2 separate regions of the Mus musculus genome follow, and region 1 is linked to region 2. The links are chromatin contacts, called in public HiChIP or PLAC-seq maps. All regions are on one chromosome and are shown on one strand. The core of a region is the stretch at or near the end of the contact, and the rest is flanking DNA. Distances in the headings are between cores, read along the strand shown. Region 1 holds the start of Tmprss9 (transmembrane protease, serine 9). Region 2 overlaps Gng7 (guanine nucleotide binding protein (G protein), gamma 7).

What was found. HiChIP or PLAC-seq counts read pairs in DNA pulled down with a chosen protein or histone mark.
Region 1: an H3K27ac HiChIP or PLAC-seq map of embryonic stem cells shows a contact between it and region 2, with 9 read pairs. The contact joins the promoter of Tmprss9 here to the enhancer-like site in region 2. A contact is called at or near these places in 1 of 39 promoter capture datasets (embryonic stem cells), 1 of 15 datasets of contacts at CTCF or cohesin (embryonic stem cells), 7 of 484 Hi-C or Micro-C datasets (CD4 T cells, the G1E-ER4 cell line, bone marrow-derived macrophages and 2 more), 3 of 115 datasets of contacts at active chromatin or transcription factors (embryonic stem cells and pancreatic cancer cells) and 1 of 9 other capture datasets (adipose tissue).

The regions. Positions count from the first base shown.
Region 1 is chr10:80,877,969-80,881,178 of GRCm38.p6, reverse strand. Tmprss9 (transmembrane protease, serine 9) reads right to left here and starts at 1,363. Exons shown (of 18, transcript NM_001081688.2): 1 at 1,216-1,363. The coding sequence starts at 1,363.
Region 2 is chr10:80,959,427-80,962,646 of GRCm38.p6, reverse strand. The region is part of intron 2 of Gng7 (guanine nucleotide binding protein (G protein), gamma 7); the gene reads left to right. Among named protein-coding and RNA genes, the nearest start is that of Gadd45b, 31 kb to the right of the region's middle. Within about 2 kb of position 1,351, at least 156 of the 459 cell types and tissues checked have an H3K27ac peak or open chromatin away from gene starts, as enhancers often do. A contact at or near this core is called in adipose tissue, embryonic stem cells, nephron progenitors and 1 more, where this site is marked.

The sequences.
Region 1 (3,210 bases), core at 114-2,613, 81 kb after region 2:
CCCCAGAAATAAAATTTAAAAAACAAAATCTGCCAGACAGTGGTGGTACACGCCTTTAATCCCAGCCCCTAGGGGGCAGAGGTACACAGATCTCTGAGTTGGAGGCTAGCCTGATCTACAGAGCAAGTTTCAGGACAGTCAGAGCTACACAGAGAAACTGTCTCAAAAAAACAAAAAACAAAACAAAACAAAACAATAAAACCACCACCAACAACAACAACAAAAAACAAAATAACACAACAGAAGCAAACGGATAGTGTGTGGGTGCTGAGTCTTAGCCATCCGTCGGGATGGATTTGTGGATTCATGGGTAGAGGGATCATCCCAATGGGCTGTATCGCTCAGTGGGTAGAGCACTCCCTGCAGGCATTGGCCCTGGGTGGTGGCATGGTGGTGCACATCTCTAGTCCCAGCACTTCGGAGAATGAGACAGAGACCATGAGTTTAAAGTTATCCTTAGCAGTGAGAGTTTGAGGCTAGCACGGGCTACGTCAGACCCTTCTCTTTCTCAAAAACCAGGAAAATCCCTCAAAAATGATCGCAAAGGTTTGTGTGCCACTTGGACTGACAGGAAACCCTCAAAGGGGTAGAGCACGAGGGGAGATGAGAATGCTACTGCACGTGACAGGCACAGCCACTAGGGGGCAGCATTCAGCCACATCAGACTGCAGTAACCTAGCCCGTCCAGAAAAGCTTAATACATATTAGTACAGTTGGGGACTGTAGGACAATTATCAATGTATTCTGTTATCTTTTATCAATACAGGGTTTCTCTGTGCAGCTCTGGCTGTCCTAGACTTTATCTGTAGACCAGGTTGGCCTCAAACTCACAGAGATCAAAGGGTGTATGCCACAACTGCCTGGCCAATTAAATTTTTTCCACACAAGTTCCCCAGTTTGTACCCATTATCACTGTATCACCATGCTAACAGGCATGAGCCCAGCCTCTCCTAAGCCACACCCCTGTAGTCCTGCCTGACCCTCCTGCTGCCTTAAGCTGTCAAAACTGACATATCTGTTCCCTCCCCATTCGACCACAGGACTGCCCGCCCACCCGCTCCTTCTTGTCATTGCAAACACTTCCTGCATACCCAGCATATTCTTGGACCCCAGAGCCTGTCCTTGCCACTGCTGGATCTGGCTGGAAGGTCAGCCCTTTGACACTTGGGATGTCCTTTTGCATCCGAGGACCCAGGCCTTCTTCCTGCCACTTACCTGAAAGGACTCCCAGGGTCACGATGGCCATGCTGATGCCCACCACTGCGATGACAGCCGTTCGACAAGGGCCAGGGTCTGGAGCAGATACAGAGACAGCCTTTGTCACCTCTGGCACAAGTTGTAAGTCTGGTGCAGTGGGCTCCATGGCTCGGCAAAGGTAAGCTCCAGCTAGACACCTGCAAGAGAAAAAGAACAAAAAATGGACAAAGGATTTATCTGACATTCAGCCACACTTGGCCCTGGACTCCTGATCAACTGACTCCACTTCCAGAGTGCAGGGGTGACAGGCATGCACCCAGCATTCCCTGACACCCATGTGGACCCAAGTGCACCCTTTGCTAATCCTGGTATCCCAAGGCTGAGGCCAAGCCAATTTGTCCCATCCTTAAGGAGACTTGATCTGCCTGAAATGGCCACTCAGACCCTTGTGACCGCCATGCACAGCAGAGGGGACAGGTCAGTGGCCCCACTATGACATCACTTAAGCTACAGAGATTCTGGGTGAGACGCAACCATATCCCCAAATCATCACTGAAGTGAGAGACAGGAGCCATGCTGCAGCTCTGACCAGTGAGCTCTCGGCCTCGGGCTGCAGGGGAGACCTCCGTGACAGTCCACATACACACAGATGTACACACAGATGCACACACAGGCGACCACACACATGCAAACACACCCACACACATTCATGCACACATATGCATACACACATGCGCACACATACATATACGTGCACATACACACATGCATGCACACATGTGGATATGTGTGTGCATAACACATATACACATGCACATGTGTGTGTGCACACAGGCATGCACACACGAGCACACACGCATTACTGTGCTCACACACACCCCTTGCTCATCCCTTCCCTGAGGACTTGCTCTTAGTGAGTGCTAAGCATGCCATGCCATTCAGCCCTTCCCACAGTAATTACTGCAGAGCTGCCTTGCCCACAGACACAGAGCCCTGAAAAGGGGCTGATGCAACTCTGTGAACCTCGGGAGACCTGAGCTGGGGAGACCAGGCTACCAAGAACTGCTTCACCAGAACCAAGCATGGTAGCACACACCTGTCATCCCAGCATCCAGGAAGCTGAGGCAGGGGGATTTCTATGAGTTCCAGGCAAGGCTGGACTGCCAAGTGAGACATTGTAGCCAAAAATGGGGAGGAGGTAGATGCAGGCCATGGAACACAGACTACTTCCTGGTCAGCTCTGATCCTCAACAGGGGACCAGGATCCTGGCTTTGGGAGACCAAGTCTACCCTGACACTTGGTCTGTAAGTAGGGTTTGTTGGGGGTAAACATGGCATACGTTCAGCACTTCTGTGCATTGGTGACACAGGGGCTGTCTAGCAGTGTCCTCTCAATGGAGGCACTTCCTCCTGAGGGAAGGCTCCCTGAGACTCACAGACTTCCTGAAACTCCCATGATTCATAATGGTAGGGAGAGGGGACTAAGTCAGGCATCAGGAAACCCCAAACTGCCTCTAAGTCACCCACACTCAGTGAACTCACAGGTTGCCTGAGCTCAGTCTATAGGATCAGTTCTGTGGTCTGAGGTCGGTGCCCTGTCTTCAGTGAAGTGGTGGCTGCACACATCTCCCCAGGAAACACTGAGTGAGCAGGTCGGGCACTGAAGGAGCTATGAGTATAAAATGGTAGCTTTCTCTGCCTGATGTGGAACACCAGCTAAGTTCTGAGCCTACAGCTGCTGCAAGGAACAAGGGATCCTCACAGAGCAGCGAGCAAAACGCCACTGAACAATGTGCGTGGACACCATATCTAAAGGTTGTTATAGAGCTGGGAGGTGGTGGCCCACACCACAGAGGCAGGCGGATCTCTGAGTTTGAGGCCAGCCTGGTCCTCTGGATGACAGAGAAACTCAGTCACAAAACAAACAAACAAAACAGGTGTTATTAGGGATGGACTGCAGAGACGGCTCAGCAGTTAGAACACTGGCTGCTCTTGCAGCTGCCCTGGTTCAGT
Region 2 (3,220 bases), core at 102-2,601:
TGCAATTGTGTTCAAGACCCTTGTATATATAGTGGTGTGACATCGTTGCAGAGACCTTGTTTTCAGAATTGGTGTGCAGTCATCACTGGGACCCACCCCTGTGTATACAGTGGTGTGCAATCATGGCTGAAACGATTTTTGTATACAGTGGTGTGTGTTAGGCTGCACAGGTGCAGGGGGGCTACAGCCAGGCTCTATGAGTAGCACTTCAGCCTGGTTTGTTTGGCTTCTGATCTGGGCTCTGTAAACACAGCTCCTTTCTGAACACCATGTGCTGGGAGCGAGCAGGCGTCCTGCGTCTGCCTCCTGCCCATCCGGCCTCGCGGTTTGGTTGTGTTTTGTGTTTGTTTTCCACTTATTTCTTAACTTATTTTTTGGCAGGCAGGAGGAGAAACCAGGGAGGGAAAAAGTGAGCCGGATTCCTGGATGTTAATAGGAAGATAGGAGTGAGACATGGTTCTCTAGGAGGCTGAGGAGAAAACTGAAGTTCAAGGCCAGACTGGGCCGCTTAGGGACGCCTTGTCTCAAAATAAACAGTAAAAGGGAACGTGGTCAGAGAGGAGTCCCTGCCTGGAATCCCCAGTGAGGGGCTGTGGGGGTGGCCAAGGAGAGGGTCCACTCCTTACACGCTAGATCCAGCCTAGAATCCCTCATGTCCAGCTCCCCCCCCACTCCCCCCTGCCCCGCCCCCCACCCAGTCATATCCAGCCTCCAACTTTCACCGACCCAGTCTGGACGTTAATTTTTCTTCCTGAATTAGACAGAGTTCATTTCCAATCCAGTCTTTAGACACACACACACACACACACACACACACACACACACACACACACGCGTGCGCCGTCTCATGTAGCCCAGGCTGGCTTCACACTCACTCTGGGTGACCCTGGGTTCCATCCTCCTGCCTCTGCCTGCAGAAGCTGGCCACAGAACTCGGTTTCTGTGGTGCAAAGGATGGAGCTCTCAACCCCAGCCACTTCCGTCTCATCCCTTCATGAACACGCGGGGGTGGGGTGGGGCTGGCACAGGGGGCACCAGGGAGTCCCTGGGACCACACCACCCCGAGGCCCTGATCTTAATCCTTTCCTTTGCTGGTTTCTGGCTCCCGCACTGGAAAGGGACAGGCAGACACACAGCCTGGTTCCCTCCTATTCCCATATCCAGGCCCTGCGGGGAGGGAGGTGGGTATCTTCCCAGCTGAGACCTCCCCAGGGTTGGCTTCCTTCTCCCACCTGGGGACCCTTGTCTCTTTCCCCCACCCTTTCCCCAGCATTCCCCACATTCCGGTCCCCTGACACAGGATTCCAAGCTGGCCCGGGACTTTCTCAGCAGCAGAGAAGACTGCGGGAGGGGAGGGGCGGCTGTGCTTTCCCAGCCTGTGGGAGTGGCGGTGTCCCAGCTATGAGAGCTATGCCCGGCATGCACAGGTTCTCCAGCATTTTTGGATCTGAATGTCATTGTTTCCTAAAGTGGATTGCGGGGGGGGGGGGGGGCGCGGACGTTAATGGCCCCCTCAGCTCTACTTTAGAGCCATTGTAGCCTGGGGAGATAGCCCAGGCTATATCACACTGCACTGACTGCTTCAGCAGAGGACTCCAGTTAGGTTCCTAAACCCACATGGGGTTCACAACCCTCTGTGACTCCAAGCTCCGGGGGCGGGGGGGGGGGGGGGGAGACGCCCCCTTCTGGCTGCTCTTGGAAGTACACAAGGCATTGTGTGAGTTTTAGGCCAATTGTACTGCAGAAACAAAATTTAGCCAGGTGTGAACCATACCTTTAATCTCCTTAGAGGCAAGAGGATCTTTGTGAGTTCAAGGCCAGCCTGGTGCCTATAAAACCTTGTCTCAATCAATCATCAATTAATGCTACAAAGTGCACAGCTTGGAAGACAGCCATGTGGGTAAAGGACCTGAGTTCAATCTCAGAGCTAGGTCAACGCTCCCAGCCTAGGTTCACGCAGCATTGATTTAATTCCAGTTTTGTTTTTCTTTTGAGCCTTGGTCTCACTGATGATCCCAGGCTGGCCTCAAAGTTGTGACAGTCCCTCTGCCTCAGCCTCCAGATTTGGGTAGACAGGTACTGCAGAGGGTGGATGGAGTTACTCATGGCTGGTGCTGGGCTCAGTGCAGAGCACTTGCTTGGCATGCTTAAACCCTGGGTCTATCCCAGCAGGTCAGGAGTTCAAGGCTATCCTCAGCTACTTAGGGAATTTCAAGCCAGCCTGGGTTACATGAGACCCCATCTGACAAGGAAAGGAAAGAGGGCTGGTGAGAGGGCTCAGTGGTGAAGGGGCTTGTTGCCAAGCCTGATAACCAGATTCAGTCCTCCTCAGGACCCACTTAGTGGAAGGAAACAACAGACTCCCCAAAGCTGCCCTTCGACTTCCACACATGTGCACTTGTAAAGAGTTCCGGGTCTGCCGAGCTTCAGAGCAAGGCTGTCTCCACAAACACACAATGAGCTGGTGACAGTGTCAGGCAAAGAACTCCAAGCTACATAGGAGGCTGAGGCAGGAAGATTGCTTCAATGCAGAAGCTTGAGACCAACCAGGTCACAGAAATTTCCACCACCCTAGACCGTCTCTTCATTATTGTTATTGTTGTTGTTATTGCTTGAGCCAGAGTCTCATGTAGCCAAGGCTAGCCTCAAACTTCCTATGTGGACAAGGATAACCTTGAACTCCTGATCTTTCTGCTTTTGCCTCCCAAGTACTTGGATAACAACTTTGCAACCCCATGCCCCATGCTGTACATGGAACCCAGGGATTCAGCATGCTGAGCAAGCACCCTGCCCACTGAGCTACAAGCACTGCCAACTGACATACAAGCACCTTGCCCACTGAGATACAACCACTACCCATTGAGCTACAAGCACTGCCAACTGACATACAAGCACCTTGCCCACTGAGCTACAACCACTACCCACTGAGCTACAAGCACCCTGCCCATTGAACTACAACCTGCTCACTGAGCTACAACCACTGCCCACTGAGCTACAACCACTGCCCACTAAGCTACAAGCACCCTGCCACTAAGCTACAAGCACTGTTCCAGCTGAGTTGTCTTCCCCATGGCTCTGGCTGTGAACATCTCACCATATTGCGCTCACAACACCAGCACATTCCAGAACATGTTTTCATTCTCTGTCCACAAACAGGTGACCTGAGCTCATCACCTGACCAGGTTGTGCAAGGTGATGATCTACAGGTATTTTCCTCAAA